Linked DNA regions of Mus musculus: region 1 is linked to region 2. Evidence: chromatin contacts called from public Hi-C data. All regions are on one chromosome and are shown on one strand. Each heading gives the region's core, a stretch centred on a gene start, on an enhancer-like site or on the middle of the called end of the contact. The rest is flanking DNA. Distances are from core to core; before and after follow the strand shown. Region 1 holds the start of Pcyox1 (prenylcysteine oxidase 1). Region 2 holds the start of Tex261 (testis expressed gene 261).

Region 1 (4,098 bases), core at 540-3,039, 2.6 Mb before region 2:
AAAAAAATAATTTTCTTCATTTTTATGATTCCTTATTTAGGACAGACCCCTGTAACAAAACCACATCAACAAGAGAACAATAACCCAAACAGTGGCATAGCCCTTTAATCTCGGCACTCAGGAGACAAGAGGCAGGCAGATCTCTTTGAGTTAAAGCCCAGCCGAGGCTACATAGTGAGCTCTGTCTCAGTAAATAAGAGAAAAACAGACAGAAAATTGAGAGCTTCTCCAAGGAATGAACAGCTCTCCAGAAGCTGGCTTAGGATACAAGTCGCCTTCAAAGGATAGTCAGTTTTTAGAGACATGACAAGGCATAAGGTGGCAAAGAAGAGTTTGAGTTCTTAGGGCTGGAAACCAAGAGAAGGCAAATAATATATGGCAGGAGAAAGGCTCCGGGGTCAGGCTTGTTATGTGAATTTCTTACTGGTGAAAGTTTGTGAAATCCCAGCACACAAGAGGTAGAAAGGGTTACTTGAGATTCTGTTTGAAAAAACAAAGATCTGTGGAAAAACCAAAACTACAAGATATTGACAGGTCTCAGCTGACTAGAAGTGAGAACACCTTGTTCTATAACATAGCACAGCTCTTCCTACATCTGGAGGAGAAGCCTGGCTCTTTAGACTGCCCAGGGCAGAGGAAGGCAGAAGCTGGAAACAAAGAGCTGACTGGTTTTGAAGTTATGCTCTTTGGGAAGGTTGAAGCATAGGGGACATCGTTCTCGGATCTGCTAACAGAGGCATGTCACCAGCTCCCTTTCCTATGAAGGTCAACCAGAAAATTTAGTTTCACCTCTGGTAGCACGCAGCTTCCGATGGGGATTCCCCATTGAGTTGGCATGCTGTCCATCCATCCAGCCCAGTAGCTCAGGCCAAACTAATGGCTTCCTAGGAATTTTACTTAAGATGTCTAAAATTGCCTTTGGTGATAAACCCACATCCCTCAGGTAGAGAAGGGAGGATCCCTTTGTCCTTGTGTGTATGTTTATTTTTATTTATGTGTTTGTGTGTGTTCTGGTGCCCTGGAAGGTCAGAGGAGGGTGACAGTTCCCCTGGCACTGCTGGCACAGGCAGTTGTAAGCCTCAGAAACAGAACTCAGTAGCACTCTTAGCCACTGAGTCATTTCTCCAGTGCTTAAAATTTTGTTATGCTTACAAGTGTGCCAGAGGAAGGTCCGGTGGAATAAATAGCAGGAAGTGCTCTTAACTACTGAGCCATGTCTCCAGCACCCCCACTCTCCCATACACACTCAGTGTTTTGTTTTTAGGCAATTGGAGGAAAGTAGACAGCATTTCTTGTTTTTGTGTCTTCTCTAGTGTCTTCAACTTGGAAACAGACCGTATGTGAGAGGCCACTTTGGTGTTCTAATTTTATTCGTATGGACGTGGGTCCCGTGTTTTGCTCCTCTTACTTCACAATACCCCATCTCTCTTCCTTTTCTTATCACGCAGCTGAGTCCCTGGAACAAAGTGCTCACTTTAGAAATGTTTGCGGCCGGTTTGCCTGGTTTAGACTGAGATTGGCCACGTGCATTCTCTACAAGCTCGCGATTTTGGGGACTGTAGAGGGCACTTGTGAAGAAGGATGCATCTTCAGGAGAGGCGGGAAAGGAGAGCTGAGGTGGCCCTCAACCTGCGCCTTGGATGTGGGCTTCTGGGACCAGAGTGTACTTCGGGGGCACAGAGGACCAGGATTAGATAACACAAAATCGGCGAGCCTGGGGAGCAAAGGACCTGGGTGGGACGAGTGGGCGTGGTCGTGTGCTCTGGGGCGTGGTCTGGGCGGGGCGAAAGCGCGCAGACGCATAGAGCAGGGTCTGCTGGCGGACCCGCGGTCAGTCTGCAGCTGCGGGAGGCCATGGGGCGCTTCGCCGCTGCATTGGTGGGCTCACTGTTCTGGCTGGGGCTGCTGCTATGTGGTCTGGGCAGTCTGGCGAGCGCCGAGCCCCGGGCCCCGCCGAACAGGATCGGTAGGTGCGGGGGATACAGAGGCGCGGCGATGCCTAGGTCGGTCTTCCCAGGGCTGGGTGGAGATCGGGGTCCGGAGACCGGGCCGTGCGCTCCGAGTCTGGAGGAGTGCCACTGGAGGCGTGTGCTAGCCAGGGACTCGGTATCCGTGCAGCTCCAGCCTGGGAGGCCCTCGGCTCTAGCAGCTGAACGCCCTCAAGAGCCCGCCTCTAGCTGTCCCTGGAGCTAAGTCTGTTTGTCCGGCCGATTGGGGCACGCAGACTCTGCACTGGGACCAGTCTCTCTTCCCCTACCTCCAGATCCCCTCCCCCGAGAAGGACTGGGACCGCCTCCCCGCACCTGCGCTCTGCTTACTGCAACTGCTGCAGCTAGCTGGAGAACCCGGTCTCTTCGTGGCTTTGGTTGCCTCGGGTTTTCATTCCTGGGTGTCTATTCCCATCTGAAGCTGTGTCTTTCGGGATCGTTAATGGTGTTGGGGCCATAGAGAGACAAAGAACAAAGCTGGGCGAAGATGGCGTCTGCTTTATTTAAAATGCGTGCTGGAGGGGCCCATTCATACTTCCCCAGGAATTGGGCACAGCAGGGTCCCTGGGTCCGGTGGTGCCTCCACAAAGACCTGGGAGAACCTTTGGGCATCTTTTGACCAACTGTCAGTTTGTAACTTCATCTATAGCACCTGTCTAGGTTCAGGGAGTCTGTCTTTAAAGAGAACCCCTTCCCTCAGGTTTCCCCAAGCTGTTAGTTTTAGTCTTGAGTAATGGCTATTATTGGTTAATGGCTTTTCAAAAACAAAAGCAACACTGATAGGAGGGGAAACAAACGGTTCCTCTTTTCCTTTCCCCCCCTCCGTATAGCAATAGTCGGTGCTGGAATCGGTGGTACTTCCTCCGCCTATTATCTAAGGAAGAAATTTGGGAAGGACGTGAAGATTGACGTGTTTGAGAGAGAAGAGGTCGGGGGCCGTTTGGCCACTTTGAAGGTGCAAGGTCATGACTACGAGGCAGGGGGTTCAGTCATTCACCCCCTAAATTTGCACATGAAGCGATTTGTCAAAGAGCTGGGTATGTGATTTCATAGCACTAAGCAACACTATGTGTGACTGGCCGTATGTGTTTTCCTAACACAGAGAACTGATGTTTCTGCCTTGTCTTCTACAGAGAAGTTGGTGAAACTGTTTCTCTTGCTGTGGGGTTTAGCAGTTGGTCCCAGCTTAGCATCGAGCCACTCTCCTGTAATGAGACTCTAAGCTATCTGTGTGGCATCAGCTCTCTGGAATTACAGCCATGGGGTTGAGTGAGGGTGGCTGTTGCTGTTAATTCTTTAAAAAAAAAATTAAAAAAAATTTTTTTAAAAGTTATATTTTAGCTATTTATTTTGTATAACTGTGGGGTGGGGGTGTTGGTCTGAGTGCCACAGGGTGTGTATGGAGGTCAGAGGACAATTGATCCAGTCAGTTCTTTTTCTTCTACTGTGTGGGTCTCAGGAATTGAACCCAGGTGCAGTCCATTTGGGGCTGAGCCATGTTGCAGCCCCCTGTTGTCAGTTCTTAAACTTCAGGCTTTGGGTTGAGAAATCAGAGTGCTTTGAGCTAGCAGAGTGTTTTTAGCTCATTCTGCTGCTGAGAAAATGAGATCCATGGGCTTCCAACACTTGGCTTGAAGTCGTTCAGACAGGGTTCAGACATGTACTCACGGGGACACATGACTGACACGTTGTCGGCAGAGGAGCGGGCCATGTTCGGGGAAGGCTGGCAGGCCTGTGCAAGCCTTCTCTTAGGGAATATTGTGTAACTCTGGCCGTTTCCCATTTACCTGAGTTTCCCAGTTTTGCAAAGTTGAGGCTTGCGTAGGATGGGACCTCTCTTACTCCTCGGGTGCCCTTCCCAGCCCTGGCAGAGGCTTTCTTCTCCATGACTGAGACTAGTGGGTTTAGTTTGGTACAGGTATGAGATTTTCTGACCCATCTCCTGCTGTGTCAGTTTGTGGATCGAGCAGTCAGTCCTGTGTCCACACTGTTCTAAAAATAGAACTCTAATGTGTTTCCTGAGACCTGGGAATGGCCCCTAAGTCACTCAGTCCAGAAAGTCCCTAACAGGTCTCCCAAATTCCCTTTTCATTGGACCAGTGTAGAAATC
Region 2 (4,320 bases), core at 960-3,459:
GCAGGCACATTGAAAGGTGGGTGCACTCAGCTTTCAGGGGCCCCAAGTCCCTTTCTCTCCAGTTCTGAAGAAAGACCAGAGGACACATCTACATTTCTTCCCTCCATGACTTAAAGATTTTTATGGTTTGTTTTGAGACAGGGTTTCACTATGTAGCCCTGACTAACCTGGAACTTTGTATGTAAACTAGGCTGGCCTCAAACTCACAAAGATCCACCTGACTTTGTTTCCCAAGTGCTGGGACTAACAGCATGCACTACTGTGTGTGGCCTATTTATTTTTAAGTATGTATTTGTGTGTCTGTGTAGGGTATGTGCACTTGGGTATAGGCTTCCAATGAAGACAGAAGCCTCAGGTTCACCTGGACCTGGATTTATGGGTGGTTGTAAACTACCTGACGTGTGTTGGGAAATAAACTTGGGTCCTCTGCAAGAGCAACATGTGAGCTTAGTCACGGAAGCATCTCTCCAGCCCAGTTCCTTTTTTGTTTTGTTTAGGAATGAGCACTTACTTTGTGAATCAAGAAATCTGACTCTGTGTGTGATATGTGTATGGTGGCACATACCTGTTGGGGGTCTAGGAATTGCCACACAAGCCACTCAGACACTGATCTTGGTCTACTAGGGATGGTTTACTGAATGCCACATCCCAAGACTTATTGAGTCAGGCTCAGGAGACAAACCATGACTCCAAGTTAAGATCCTCCAGGGTTGTAAAGCCCCAAGCCGCAAACATCTTGTGCCATGTTATTTCACCAATCAGGATTTAGGGATGGGGAACTTCCTTAGGAAGATGTCTTTGTGTACACTTGTCCTGCTCCCATTGGTTAGGGTATTCAACGGCTGCAGGGAACTTGCCTTTGTCTAAAATTCATGTCTTAACTTGTCTACCAGGATGGGACTTGTTTTGACTAAAATTCATATCTTAACTTGTTAACCAGGATGTCAGCTGCCCACATACCTGTCTCTCTCTGCCAATTAGGAAGTCAGTTCCCAGGGAAGTCTTGGGAACTTAAACTTTACTTGACCCCTACTCAAAATGGAGGGGGGGTCTTATTTTAAATAGTTTCTTATATCTCTTATGTTGGGGTTCATCCCAGGGGCAGCTTATAACAGCAAATCCCATAAAAGCTTATAGTCAGGTGCAGAAAGTATTGTTGGATGGTCACTTCAGACCCAAACTTGCTGTGAGTAACCATGCAAAGCATTTCTATTTAGATTGGTTTCCCAGGGCACAGAACAAAACAGAATACATAACCAATCCTGGCATTAGAAAGTTTCCTAGTAACAGTAGAAACATGAGCAAGTTTCCTTATAATGGCAGGCTGGCCAGGTGACAGTTACCTAGGCCTTAATATTGTACCTAGTCCTTAACATATAATATCTACCATTCCAGCACTCAAAACTACTTAGTGTCACCAAGGCCAGCCTGGAGGCACATAAGGCTGTTTCAAAAAAAGAAAAGATCTTTGCATGATGTTTCTACACCTTTAATCCCAGGATTTGGGATAAAGCAGAGGCAGGCTGGTCTCTGTGAGTTCAAGGTTAGCCTGATTTACATAGCAGGTTGCAGGACTACATAGAGACCCTTAATCAAAACAGACAAAACCAAAACCAAAGTTATATTTTGCCCTAGTACGGAGACTCCACACATCTGAAACCCTACCAATTGAGAGCTGGAGATGGGAGAGTTGACAGTTCAAAGGCCAGCCTGAGCTATGAGACCCTCCCTTTCTGAAAATAACAAACAAAAAGTTTGTTTGAGATAAGAGGCTTGTTGGCACTCTGAGCTTACCTGTGTCAGCCACTAGGTGGTGCTCTCTCAGATGATTACCTGCGGTGTCGCAAGTACAGTCAGTGCTTAGCTGTTGCTTTAGTCCCCACGCAAAAGTGAAGACCTGCATTGCAAAAGACCTCAGCCTAGAGGGAGAGTTAAGGCTGAAGGTGACCATTTAAAGGCACCTGGGATTCCAGATTATGCGGCTTCCTAGTGTGTGACCTGAGAGAAGGGAATCTTCCTCTCCCAGAAAATTAGGATCCAAGGCTGTGCGGAGCAGGCTTGAGCCAGGATTGGTTCCAATCAATCTGGGCTCTGTGTAGGCGCTCCGTACCGGGTGCAGCGCGATTTCGATCCTCCGAGCCGGTTAGCGGCGCTCGCGGGCTTGGCGGGGGCGCAGGGGCCGCGGCGCTCCGCCCTGCTCCTCTCGGCGTCCTCTGGGCGGGGACAGCACGGCGGCGGCCGCTCAGTGTCGCGGGAGCCGGACCGCGCAGGCCCGTCCCGGCGGCCCGGGGGGCGCCATGTGGTTCATGTACGTGCTGAGCTGGCTGTCGCTGTTCATCCAGGTGGCATTCATCACTCTGGCCGTCGGTGAGAGCGCTGACCCGGGCCGCGCGCGCCCCGATGCCCCGAGCCGCCAACCGCTGCTGCTCTTTGCAGCTGGGCGCTGACGACCCCGAGCTGGTCCTACTGGACCTCTGCGGAACCTTCCGGTGGGGATGCTTGGTTCCCGAGACGCATCCTTGCTCTTGGAGCCCTGAGCTCCCTACTCAGCCTGTCCCCTCCAGCTGGGACAGGGGGAAGGCCCCTGTCTGTCTCACCCGGCTGTGTGCTAGTGTACAGCACCCGGCCTGTAAACTAAGTGTTCTGCAGGTGTTGATTGACGAGTGAAGTTTAAGGTTCCCGGAACAGAGGTTAACTTTATGCTGTGCGGTCAAATCCAATATTTCTACAGTTGTCTTGGCAAAGTTCTATCTACTTGTGCAGATGAGAAGGACATCCCAGGGGTGCTTTGGCTTGTTCCCGACTTCCTGGAGTCTGAGGAGGGTTGGTGGGGGACTACAGGATGAGCAGGCTGGTGGGAGTGTCCCTGGCTGATCTCTTCCTGTTTGTCCCCCTCCCTCTGGGACCCCCTTCTCCTACCCAGCGGCTGGACTGTACTACCTTGCAGAGCTGATAGAAGAGTACACGGTGGCCACCAGCCGAATCATCAAATACATGATCTGGGTAAGTGGCCGCTTTTCCCTGGAGTAGTCACCCAGGGCTTGTTTGCCCTACATCAGAAACAGGAAGTGGGGACTGTTTGAGCTGGGGCTGTTTTGGTGCTGAGAACCCAGGATCTGAGGGTGTCCCACTTGCTTCCCTGCCCTGCAGTCTGCACTCCTGGGTCCAGATCACCCCTGGCCCTCCAGCCTCAGGTGGCATAGTTTCACAACCTACTGCCATTCCTTAAGGTGACAGTGCAGATATTTCATTGATAGGTATTCATGGCTTCGCTTTCCTGTGTCTGTCTCACAGTGTCCACGGTCTCTAACACCAGGTCCCCAATCCCAGCCCAGGCTTAGAACTTATAGGGACAATAAGGACAGTTTGTAACGCTTAGTTAGCTATTGCCCTCTCTCCACTCAGTGTCATTTGTCCTAAGGGAGAATGTCCAGCCCTTTCTCTTCCCTCATGGAGGTTTCTTTTCCTGAAGACTTGGTCCCTGTCCCTGTTAGAGAGGCTGTGAGGAAGACTGAGGTGCGGGGGGGGGGGGGGGGGAGGATACCTTTGGACAGAAAAGTTCACCTTTCAGTCGCCTAAAGTCTGCAGCTACTTTCACTCTCAACGTAGCCTGGGGTTGTAGTTTGTGGTAAAGACAGGGCTACAGCCAGCTCATTGGCTCAGTCTGTGGGTGTGGTTGGGATAGCAATTAGACCTTTCATCACCGACAACCGAAGCCTTTCTCAGACTGCCTGCTGGATTCATCACTGAGTTACGTAATTGATTCAGTAGATCATGCTTAGCATTCAAGGAAGCTATGAAATGGGACATGGGGGTACAGGCATGCATGCGGCCTTCGGTTAGATCCTCAGCTCCAGCTCCAAAAACAGTGCTAACAGTAAAAACGAGAGCAGGCAAAGTGAGTGTGCGCTCTGTCACACGTTGGGTATGTGTTTGGTGGAGTGCTGTATAAAATGTTTTTTTTTTCTTACTTTGGATCACTGTCTAAAATGTTTTAGAAGTGGCCTTCAGAGAGACCACCTTTTTGAAAGCTGAGTGTGGTTTCTGTGAACCGAGAAAACCAAAGTGCATTTGTAACAGCGCTGTGCAGAGCAGGCAGGGACTGACTGTCCCGGAGGCCTAAAGGTCCCCTGAGCCAGCGCCTCTGCCTGTTTTAGTTCTCCACAGCAGTGCTGATCGGCCTCTACGTCTTTGAGCGTTTCCCCACCAGCATGATTGGCGTGGGCCTTTTCACCAACCTCGTCTACTTTGGCCTTCTCCAGACCTTCCCCTTCATCATGCTGACGTCACCTAACTTCATCCTGTCATGCGGTGAGAGGG

Evidence for each region. A called contact is a pair of places that touch in the nucleus more often than the background predicts.
Region 1: a Hi-C map of regulatory T cells shows a contact between it and region 2, with 3 times the contacts expected there. The contact joins the promoter of Pcyox1 here to the promoter of Tex261 in region 2. A contact is called at or near these places in 1 of 484 Hi-C or Micro-C datasets (regulatory T cells) and 1 of 115 datasets of contacts at active chromatin or transcription factors (astrocytes).

The regions. Positions count from the first base shown.
Region 1 is chr6:86,394,841-86,398,938 of GRCm38.p6, reverse strand. Pcyox1 (prenylcysteine oxidase 1) reads left to right here and starts at 1,789. Exons shown (of 6, transcript NM_025823.4): 1 at 1,789-1,966; 2 at 2,819-3,025. The coding sequence starts at 1,855.
Region 2 is chr6:83,773,701-83,778,020 of GRCm38.p6, reverse strand. Tex261 (testis expressed gene 261) reads left to right here and starts at 2,209. Exons shown (of 6, transcript NM_009357.2): 1 at 2,209-2,367; 2 at 2,924-3,003; 3 at 4,158-4,311. The coding sequence starts at 2,298. It overlaps Gm52907 (predicted gene, 52907), which reads right to left and starts at 2,086. Exons shown (of 2, transcript NR_168047.1): 1 at 1,795-2,086.